3 separate regions of the Mus musculus genome follow, and all the other regions are linked to region 1. The links are chromatin contacts, called in public HiChIP or PLAC-seq maps. All regions are on one chromosome and are shown on one strand. The core of a region is the stretch at or near the end of the contact, and the rest is flanking DNA. Distances in the headings are between cores, read along the strand shown.

Region 1 (3,612 bases), core at 543-3,042:
TTAATCCCAGCACTTGGGAGGCAGAGTCAGTGGAATTCTGAGTTTGCGGCCAGCCTGGTCTACAAAGTGAGTTCCAGGACAGCCAAGGCTACACAGAGAAACCCTGTCTCGGGGGGGGGGGGGAGTAGAAAAGGGAAACTGGGAGTGAGTCAGAGTGAGACAATGTCAGGATACTACCCAACATTGCTGGTTTTGAAGAGGAGGAAGATCCATAAGCCAAGGACCATGGGCAGTCCCCAGGAAAAATAGACAACAGATTCTTCTCTCTCCTCTGAAAGGGACACACTTTTACCTGGACCTTGGCTTTAGCCCCATGATACCTCTGTGGAACTTCTAACCCACAGACACACAGGCACATTTGTGTTATCTTAAGCCACTGTGTTTATTACTTTTCTCAAGGTTGTGACAAAATTCCAGGCAGCAGTGGCTTCAGCAGGCTAAGTTTGTTATTCCAGCTCATGGTTTCAAGTGACATCAAGGCTCTAATGGTGGGAGAGCCTAGTGGCAAGAGCAGGGCCTGTCCATGGCAGTGGGGGCTTGTAGTACAGCTTGCTCCCTCCTTGGCAGATCAGAAGCAAGATCTGGGGCTAAAACTGGAATCAGATATCAACACAAAGCTCACTGTCAATGACTCAATTCTGCTGCCTAGGCTACAGAATGGAAGGCTCCACAGCCTCCCAAAACAGTGCCACCAGCTGGAGACCAAATATTCAAACACCCGAGCCTATGTGGGAGATCTCACATTGAAACCATAATTACTACTTGATGGTAATTTGTCACAGCAGCCCTGGAAACGCTAACAGAACCACAGGGCTCAGCCTAGTTCAGGGAACACCATTTCATTGACACATTACCCTTTTATTTCCCCTCAATACATAGATTAGTGTATTTCACACGGGCATCCTTTGCTGGCCCTAAGTCCAAGATCCTGTTTGTAACTGTTTCTGAATTTCAGAAAAAGAAAAAAGAACTCAGGAGGCCAACTTCTCTTCATCATCTTTGTTCTATCTCCAAGTGACTGAGCAGGACACCCACTCTGTATTAGGTCTGCTTTGTGTTTCTCTCTCTCTCACTCTCTCTCTCTCTCTCTCTCTCTCTCTCTCTCTCTCTCTCTCTCTCTCTCTCTCTCTCTGTGTGTGTGTCTGTGTGTGTGTGTGTGTAGAGACAAGAAGAGGTTAGCTCCCTGGATCTACAGTCATAGGTGGCTGTGTCACTTGAAGCTGGGAGCTTGGCCCAGATCGTCTACAAGAACAGCAAGTGCTCTTAACTGCTGAGCCATCTCTCTAGCCCTGTTTGCTTTGTTTTTCAATTAAAGGTTTTTGTTGATAGAAGGAGAAGGAGTACTTTCTTGCTTACAGCCTGTTTATCTAGCTTGGTGATGCCATGTTTACACAGCAGGAGCCCTGGAAATTAATCAATATTTCTGATGAAGCAACACTGAGCTCCACCTCAGCACACACAGTGGCTGGAAAATTTCGAGCTGCCTACACAGGCCCACCATTAAGCTGGTGCCAACTTGGGTGCAGACCAAGACACAAACATGGCAGTGAAGTCTCAGGATACTGTTAGTTTCCTGGTGTATGGAAAAGTTATATTTGCAAGGGGCTAGGGGCAGAATTCAGTTCTAGCAATGCCAGGAAATAGAAGTAATATTTCCATCACCTACAGCCTACTGAGTGTAGAGAAGACATGACAAGAGGCCATTATGGGACAGAGTAGCACGTGTAAAATAATGAGTCAGGTTTGCTCCTGCAGGGTTTCCTCAAACCCTCAACTGGTAAAAGATGCACTGTCTGCAACGTTCACTAAAGCCACTGCAATAAAGAGGTGTGTAAAGAAACAAGGTGCAGCGGTGTGTTACCCTACCACTGAATACTAGAAAGAGTTCCACCCCAAGATTGGGATCTCTCTTGCCTTTGAGTTCTCGGCAATGTGGGAACCTGGAGGGTTTTGCTCTCTCAGCAGTCACTGATTAACAGAAGAAAGGCAGTCATGTTCTCCTCGTTTTCTGCATTTCTGGACGTTTCAGGTCTCCTGGCGTCTTTCCAGTTGTCATTTTGTAATGCTGCTTCCTGAAGGAGGGCAAAGTGCTCCAGGTGTGGTCTCGTTTCCCTCTGAGCTCTGAGGTAATGCTTTCCCTCACAATGAGGCTTTGTTCTCACCTTTCTCTGACTCTCTCTGGCTCTGGCTCTCTCTGTTTCTTTCTCTCTTCTCTCTCTCTCTCTCTCTCTCTCTCTCTCTCTCTCTCTCTCTCTCTCTCTCTCTCTCACACACACACACACACACACACACACACACACACACACTTCATTCCAAGACCTGAGCAAAAGTAGGTTACTGATCCCTTCACGAAACACAGAATGGCCAATCATAGGCTCTCACATTTTTTTTCCTGTGGACTAAGTGTACTGCACCTGTTTCCGAGGAAGCCTCATATTACCCTGAAATTTTAGAGAGCCTCTCCTCATCCATCTCAAAGCACAGGTGGAAATCCAAGCTTATCTTACAACATCCCCATGGGAACAACACCCCTGCCTGCAGTGAATGTGACCTAGTTAGAACTCGAGGCAAGAAGCTTTGGGGAAAATTCCCCTCTAAGCCCCGGAAGGTCGACTTTCAAAACAGTATTCAGGGTGCCATCAGCCAAATAGTGTCCTGGAATGTGGCTGCCATAAAGAATGGCTAGAATACAGCTTATTCCCAGGAGAACGCAATTTCTAGAGGAATAAGGTATTTACTAGAAACAGTTAGGTGAGAGGTGATATTCTGACCGGTTCTGATATTGGAAGCCATGGAATCACTTGAAGGCTCCTGCTTAAGACCATGCAGAAATAGGCAATCGCGTAGCTTTGAGGTTAGGTAAAGGAGAGGCAGAATCAGTATGGCAGTTTTCAAACAAATGCTAAAGTCTGGGTTCTGCCTCAAGTGGGCTACCCTAAACAGCTAAGGTTGGGACACTCAAAGGAATTTCTAGCAGAAATCCAATTAGGAAACAAATTAGTATTGTCTTTCATCTAAGGCAGAGGACACTTTGATGGGGGTTAATCCCCTTTATACAATGCACATGTTTCTGTCTACTTAAAAAACGGTAATACCAGGCATTCCTTTGCCTAGTCAATGCACGCACATTTGGTTGAATGCACTCATCTCTCAGAAAGGTGCTTATCATGAGGCAAGAAATGCCAGTCACAGGACACAGCTATGGTTGTCAGTACTGGGAAGTGTCACTTAAGCTATGTTCAGCTCTCTGGTCAGACTACAGTGAGTTCTCACTTCTTAGATATCCAGGTAATTTGCATGATAGGAGAGAAGATAGTTTTGAACACTTTGACTTTTACAGTCTGATGAGGTCATGAAAATCCTAAGATCATCAGAAATTCTGGCTGAAGATAATGGATGAGGCCAGCTTAACAGTGAGCCATCCAGAACAGGAGGTAGGAGAAAATGCAGTCACTCAGATTTAAATTTATTTAAAATTGTGACATTTCGGTTCATTATGGAATTTCTTGTCCGGATTTTCCTCTAATAAAATGTTACAATGATATATTATTTGTCGTGATGACTGAATTTTTACTGTCCTACCCAAATCTGCAGCCATAGAAAGTGAGGCAG
Region 2 (3,612 bases), core at 446-2,945, 160 kb after region 1:
GCTCTATTTGCACGCCTCTGCCATGGTGCTTGGCTTGGCATTGGCCACAGTCACGATTCCTAGGTGTGTTGCATGTTCATTCTCCAGATTAATGGGCGGTGTGTGGTAGACATCCATAATTATTTTAGCCATGCAGTTTGAGTGGACGAGCTCCCTTAGCTGTGGCTGCCCTCCCAGGGCTGCTGCTTCAGGGTTCAAGCCCAAAGCACTGTGAAGCTGCCTCAGAATCTGATAGCCAATCCTGTCTGTCTGGGAAGGAAACCAGTTCTGGTTGTCTAAAGAGAAGCTGGCGGCTTTGCCAGGCAAAAAGATCTGTAGGTGCAAACAGAGCTCCAAGTATTTTATTGAGACCCAGATCCATCCCCTTTCTTTTCCTCCTTTCCTCCTTTCTTACTTGCTTACTTAGAGATTTATTTATGAGGGCCCCAGGTATGCTAGGCAAGAGCTCTACCACTGAACCACACCCCTAGCCCGAGACCTTGATTTCTGAGACACAGTTTTTTGGCACTTTTTATTTATTTTCTTTCTGTGGTATGGATGCCTTTGAATAGTAAGGATGACACAGTAACTTTATTCTTCTTTATTGAGTGTATCTCTTTATTGTTCTAATTTTATAAATTCATGTCTTGCTAAAATGAGCAGAACAGACTCCTTAAGACAGTTGTGAAGAAGACTCCTCCCCATCTTGCAGACTTCCTGTTCTCAGCTTCATGTTTGCAGCCTCTGTTTTTGTGGCCACTGTGTATAACTGTACAATCTTCTCAACACATACATCTCTCCCTTTGAAGGGACTTCCTGACAACAGATGAAACACTCTTAGCCTTGGCATGTCCTTTTAAGAGTGACTGTTGCTCTTGGTAGGTTGTTCATTGGAGCCATATTTGGGGCACAGGGTAAATGGTAGAGTTGGATTATTATGCTTTTAGTCAGTGGCCAGATGAAAGAGAGGCCTGGGTATTCCTTTGTTTAGTAACCCATTTGCTACACACAAACATCATCTAATGGTGGGGGTGTGCTTGAGAAATCTGTCATGTGATTCATGTCACAAACCTAAATGGTACAGGAATACCAGACAGCCATGTTACACACCTGGAAGGTCTGGATGTATGTATGTATGTGTGTGTTCATTCTCTTGTTTGTAGTCATGATGACAGCTGTACAAGATTAAATTAAGCACAAGAGAACATGAGGCAATCAGGAGACACAGTAAGCTCCAAGTATTTAAGACAGCAGAGGGGTTATAGTTTGTGTGTGTGTGTATGTGTGTGTGTGCTATGAGCAGTCATTTATCATCAAGTGTAATGTCCTGCATACAATTGCACATGCATTTACATATGTGGCACAGTCGGTTCCATGAGCATCAGTGCCAGGGTGGCTGTGACATTACCAGTCTGTAGGATGTTTGTGTTCCAGTGTCCCCTAAGAACCACTGTAACTTACGTGATTTGTCAGTGACTGAAATTTCATTATGTGGCACATTATTGTATTTTCCGTCAGCTTGTCATGCCTGAAACAGGCAGATAGCCTACCAGAGGTACTATTTAGATTGTACGTTTTAGAAGAAGACATGTTTTGACTGGGTGTCTTTGTAGGCATGTGTATTGGATGTGGCAGGCCCAGACTCCAGACTCACAGAGCTTAGTAGTAGGCTGTGTATTTTCAGCTGCTACACGTGTACTGTTTATTACGCAGTGTCAGGTGACTAATACAGGATACCAGAGTGGCCTATTTTTATTACTTCTTGGTCAGCATTTGCTACCAAGCATGACTCTTCAAAATTACTATTCTCGTTCTCCGTGAGGTTTTTATGGTGTTTCCCCTAATTTTTTCAAGAGTGCAGAAAATTACTTTACGGGGTACCTTTTTTTTTTTTTTTTTTAGCAAAAGGGTGAAGAGGAGATGTTGGAGGTGAGGGCCAGTTTGAACCAGTGGGTGTGAAATGCCGCAGCACTCGCAGCTTGAGGGGCACAGAAGGTGTGCAGGCCTTCCAGCTGGGAACTGTGTGTGCTGAGGGCGTGGTCCTGGAGGCACTGGAAGGAGTAGGAGAACTTGGTCTGTTTTAACCTGCCATAGATACCTTGCTCTCTGAGGGCTCTTTTCCCTTCCCAGAGCCCATCTACACTGTGGCCTGTGCTAGGAACCCAGGGATGGGCTTCTGCAGACTGTGCTTGCATCCACACACCCTGCCTCTGCTCCCTCATAGGTTTCAGGCCCTGCATTCTGTTGCCTTCTGTAATGAGGTCTGTTAGATTTATTACTAGTTTTAATGTCTACAAGTTAGTATAATGATAGACTAGTGCCTTTGTTTTCAGGGGTTTTTTGTTTCTGTTTTTGGATGCATACTGTTGGTCAGACTCAGGAGTGGAGGGAAGTGTTGGTCTCAGAAGCCTGCTGTCCTTTAACTCCTTCCATGTGGGTTGCACATAGGTGCACATAGGTCGCTGTGTGAGGTGGATGGTGCTCAGCAGCACACGGAACCAGGGGCTGCTGCTTCTGGTGCTGACTGAGCATAATTCCATCCACAAACCTTGTGTCTGTGTTTAGAGGGCCTGCGGGGGTTTTATTCCCTCTGTGCGCTTTGCCATTGCAGGGATTCTGTGTGGGTGAAGTCCACTCTCACCTACCAATGCTGAACGGTCGTGCTCACCTTCCTCTCTCTAGAAAGAGGAAGCCTGGAGTGTTTGATTGTGGAGTCCTGTCTGTTCCTTTCATTAGATCCCTTTTACTTTAGTGGTGTCATATTTATTGTTGTTGAGCCACTGTAGGCAACCCCATTTAAAAAGTAGAGAAATGTATTAATGTAACTTCCCATTCAGTTGTTACTGTAGGGCAACTGCCAGCATAGTCTGCTCGTGATGGACAATAAAAGCTTAGAAGTTGACATTGAGTTAACTCGGTAGGACTTTATTTTTTTCATTTAGCCTTGTTTCCACAATAGCTTAACTGCTGTTTTGTGGAAGGTATTTTTGTAGATGTTCTAGCTTGGTGCGCTGATAAGACACATTTAGGAATATCTCTTTCTGAATGTGTAGAACAGTGCTTGGCAAATAGCCCCTGGACTGAATCTGTCCCGCTACCTTTTGTGTGATCAGCCGTATTAGAACACACCCTGGCCAGGCATGGTGGTACATAACCCTAATACTTGGAAGATGGAGGCAGGAGGATCAGGGATTCAAGGCCAGCCTGGCTATGAGTCCCTGTCGCAAAGAAAGAAATACACAAAATCAAAAAAGAGAAAAAGAAGACAGCTGGGATTGGTCAGTTGCATGCTGCTTGTGGCCGCTTTCGTGGTAGCATAGTCGTGGTAGCATAGTCGTGGTAGTGTAGTGGGATTGAGTAATTGTGAGCTTGTGACCCACAAGGCCAACACACTGTGTTTTTTTCGCTCTTTCTGGAAGAAGCCTGTTCACCCTGTACGCCGGAAGTACAGATCTGAAGTGTGACAATGCTGCTTTGGAGCCTTGCCTGCCCCTTTCTTGGCACCATAGCTCTGCACTGTTTTCTGGGGCAAGAGGAGGAGGCAGCCTTCAGCAGAGGGTTTCTGAAACAGAGTGGTTCCTGGCTTATACCCGATGTCTTAATCTGTAGACTTGCTTGTTTCTTCATGGAAAA
Region 3 (3,612 bases), core at 399-2,898, 140 kb before region 1:
ATACTTTTGTCTTCTGTGACATTCAAGGAATCCAAATGTGTTATTTATTAACAATTTTTAAATGTTTGAAAACTGAAAGTAACACATGTTCATTGAAAAAAATAAGAAACTAATCACTTAGAATTACAGAGTCAGAGGAGGGTTGTCGGGGAAACGAAGTTTAGACAATTGCTAGGTTTAATATCATCTACACATATTAACAACTCAAAGAATAAACTATTTAAAAATGAAAATTAGGAGACAATCTGGATGCATGAACAGACCGGTTACTGAAAGATAACTTGCAACCACCCACCTTTTTACAATGAGTTCTTCAATCATTCTGAATTGACGGTTTTGTATCACACTGGATGAAACATTCTGGAAAATATAAATTCTACTAGGGAAGTATAGAGCCCCGAATTCAGTCCTGTACCTGAGCGCCCTACCTATGATGAGATCTCTGCCCTCAGGTAAGTCCTGAGGCTTCCTAGTCTTCAATTTACTCCTTTGCAACATGATCTAACTAAGATCTAGTTTAAGGAATTACTGTGGAGGTCTGTAGTCCTTCGCTGTCTTGCATATAAACCAGTTAGGACCAAACAGTGCCACGTTTAGCACAGAGCGGGTCATTAGTAAACAGTAGCTCTTTTTTAAGAGTGAAGGGGTGGTAAATCCAAGAATAAGAAGCCTGCATGCTGCATTCTCATCGGGGAGGAGATTAAGACTTAGCTCCTGTTCTAAAAATGGAAATTTCTCTTCTGGTTGAAAAAATGCTGCTGTAGATAACAGGGTAGTTTGTCAAAGGAAAAGAAATCAGGACAGAGTCTAATTCCCCAAGCCACAACAAAGGCGAGTGAAAGGTTACCGAGTTCTCTTGTTTATTACAGTGGGCCTGTAATTCTGTTACCAGCCATCCACTCCCTGGGCCCCAGGGCCACACAGCTGCGGAAGCTGGAGGGAATGAGCTCTTAGCTGCACGTCCCAGGATGCTCAGGAACCATGTGAGAGGGCAAATCCTTGGGAAAGCAGCTCTCCAGGTGATCCCAGAAGGGCTATGAATGAAACAACTCCTTGGAATCTCAAAGGCCTGCGGGCAGGGTATTGGAACCCCACCTCGTGTTTTCCATTTCAGGAAGAGGGGAGGAGGGGGAGGAAGAGCAGACACAGAAGTGTTAGGAACTCTAAACCCCAGCCTCATGTATCACATCCTCTGGCCATGGGAGGAAATACAGACGGAAACATCACTAAATCAAAAGGTTCAGGCTGTGGATCAGAGTGAATCAAACGGTGACTTTGGATTGGCCTGCACCAGCATGAAGACGGAGTATCTGAGGCAGGCGAGTACTATTACCTGGTGGCAAGCCAGCTAGTGAGAGAGGCTGGCTGCAACCTCACCTGTGAGGAATAGACTGGGGTTGCCTTCTGATGGCGGTCACTTCATGGGGACCTGGAGGACATCATCGCCATCAGGAAGAAAGCAAACACATGAACGAGGTCCAGGAGACAGACATCCCTATATGGGTGTCACCGACTGACCGTCAGCACTGGAAAGCTTTGAGAGCACCTTTGTCCCTTGGAGGAGAGAGATTCCTCCCACGTAGACATCCCCACTCAACCCTGGGCAGGAAGCTGCCTGCATGACTCAGCCCTGATTCAGAGCTCACCTCCCAATTGCCTCACATGGTTGGGAGGTGAGTAAGTGTCTCGGATCAGAAAGCCAGGAGAAGCAACAGGAGTGATCAAAACCCATGCCCTCTCCACCTGAGGATCGGGAGGAGGCAGGTGTCCACATGCATCTGGAAGACACAGACCCATGTCCTGGTGTGGTGGCTCAGCAGGTTCAACATGCTTTCTAAAAAGCACCGAAAACCAGACAGTTGACAGGGCCACCGCAGCAGTCTTCTCAGAGCTTATGCAAACAAGGGCTGCCTAAGGCTTCCTCCAACAAAAGGGAGGAGTTCCCATCTTCTACTCCTAGAACCCATACTCTGTTCATTTGCCCGAGATTACCAAGATAAGCTTAGCACTAAACCAAGGGCCACCACCTCCCCTTCTGCAGCCTTTCAGGCTCTGCTAGGGAGGGAGATGCTGGGCTCTCTGAGAAGCAGTTTCCATGTCCCATTTATTTTCTCTCTCTTTTTCACAAACGTGGTTAGTGGATGCAAATAGTCAGTGTTTGAAGCCTCAAAACACGCCTGACTCCCAGCCAAACCCACAAACGACTCTATGATTCTTAGTTTTCCATGGGTGGTTAAAGCTTGCTTGGAACACTGGATGCAAGTTTCCACTGTGGCTTTGACAGGACACTGAGAAAGACTCTGGTTGGCTGAACCACCAAAAGGGGGGGGAAAAAAAAGAAAGAAAAAAAAAAAAAACCAAAAACCTCTGGCATCGAAGTTCCGTCCTGTCAGCGAATGTTGGACTCATGAGAGCTTTCCTGGTACAGATCCTGAAAACATGCGCTCACTGCATGTTTGAGACCTCTCTGTTCTCTGCTCTCAGGCCTTTTCTGGACAGACTTATTCACCCTTCAGCTTGCCTTCTTTGGCTGTCTTACTCTCTCTTGCCCTGGTCAAGACACCTCAAAACGCTTACACACATGGCCTGTGACCATTTATCCCTATATTCCTGAAAGGGGACAATTCCTTCTCCTGGGATGTTTACTTAAGCCACACTAAACCCATTTCTCTTGTATGGAGTAATTTTATGAGTCAGCCTTGCAACTTTGAGATCTCACTCTCTCTCCTTCTCTCTGGTAGACAATCTTAATAGTCTGTCCAAGAAGGGCTCTGGGACAGCCTGGCTAGAGGAGGGAGTGGCTGAACTCAGGACTGATGGAAAACTATGGAGCCATGGTAACTTTCTGTCACTACAGAGAAAATCAGTCTGGCTCACAGTTGTGAGTGTTCTTGGTTAGTGTCATTTCGTGGGCCTGTGCTGGGACTTTATCTCAGCATGGTGTGATAGAACTGTTTATCTCAGAGCCAAGAATCAAGAGAGTCAGGGTCTGGGATCCCCTGATCACCTTCAAGGACACCCTTAGCCCTCCTCTGGGAACCAAGGCTTAGTTGTTAGTGGTGTTTGTTTGTTTGTTTGTTTGTTTGTTTTCATTTTAGGTTCCAGAGATCCAACCCAAGTTTTGTGTATGCTAGGCAAACAGTTTCTACTCAGCTATTACCAAGTCTTGGGGACCAAGATTCTAGCACATGGACTTTGGGGGACATAGAAGATCCAAGTGTAGTGAAGAGGTATTTGTGGCTCAGATAAGCCCTTCTACTTTCTCTTCTTTATCTCACCTGTGAAACGAAGGGAACAGTGCCTCTCTTTTTACCTTATGAAAAGAGATCTTTTTGTAAGAGATTTATCTTTTCTTCGATCCATTTTACAGTTAGATTTAATGATAGTATTACTAGAATTCTCCCCTGTGGGTAATTCTGCACTAGAAGAAGTTAGCTATTCATGTCTTAAGTTCTCCCAGTAAGGAAATTGAGGACAATCTTCTCCCTAGTTTGGAAGATGCTTTAAAATTGGGCCTAGGAGTCTCGTGGCAGAGCTTTCCAGAACAACCAAGTTTCTTTTTACCTCCTGAGTAGTTGACTGTTAGAATACCAGGAATATATTTTCTAAAAT

Evidence for each region. HiChIP or PLAC-seq counts read pairs in DNA pulled down with a chosen protein or histone mark.
Region 2: a contact with region 1 is called in a FOXA1 HiChIP or PLAC-seq map of pancreatic cancer cells. The contact joins two enhancer-like sites. A contact is called at or near these places in 15 of 484 Hi-C or Micro-C datasets (B cells, CD8 T cells, the G1E-ER4 cell line and 12 more), 1 of 115 datasets of contacts at active chromatin or transcription factors (pancreatic cancer cells) and 2 of 9 other capture datasets (adipose tissue and pancreatic islet).
Region 3: a contact with region 1 is called in a FOXA1 HiChIP or PLAC-seq map of pancreatic cancer cells. The contact joins two enhancer-like sites. A contact is called at or near these places in 2 of 115 datasets of contacts at active chromatin or transcription factors (embryonic stem cells and pancreatic cancer cells) and 1 of 9 other capture datasets (adipose tissue).

What each region holds. Positions count from the first base shown.
Region 1 is chr1:43,304,094-43,307,705 of GRCm38.p6, forward strand. The region is part of intron 1 of LOC115487086 (a long non-coding RNA gene); the gene reads right to left. Among named protein-coding and RNA genes, the nearest start is that of Gm29040, 45 kb to the left of the region's middle. Within about 2 kb of position 1,793, at least 47 of the 459 cell types and tissues checked have an H3K27ac peak or open chromatin away from gene starts, as enhancers often do. A contact at or near this core is called in pancreatic cancer cells, where this site is marked.
Region 2 is chr1:43,464,411-43,468,022 of GRCm38.p6, forward strand. All of the region lies in intron 1 of Nck2 (non-catalytic region of tyrosine kinase adaptor protein 2), which reads left to right. Among named protein-coding and RNA genes, the nearest start is that of Nck2, 20 kb to the left of the region's middle. Within about 2 kb of position 1,696, at least 84 of the 459 cell types and tissues checked have an H3K27ac peak or open chromatin away from gene starts, as enhancers often do. A contact at or near this core is called in pancreatic cancer cells, where this site is marked.
Region 3 is chr1:43,167,168-43,170,779 of GRCm38.p6, forward strand. It overlaps a transcript of Fhl2 not described here. Among named protein-coding and RNA genes, the nearest start is that of Fhl2, 5.0 kb to the left of the region's middle. Within about 2 kb of position 1,649, at least 111 of the 459 cell types and tissues checked have an H3K27ac peak or open chromatin away from gene starts, as enhancers often do. A contact at or near this core is called in pancreatic cancer cells, where this site is marked.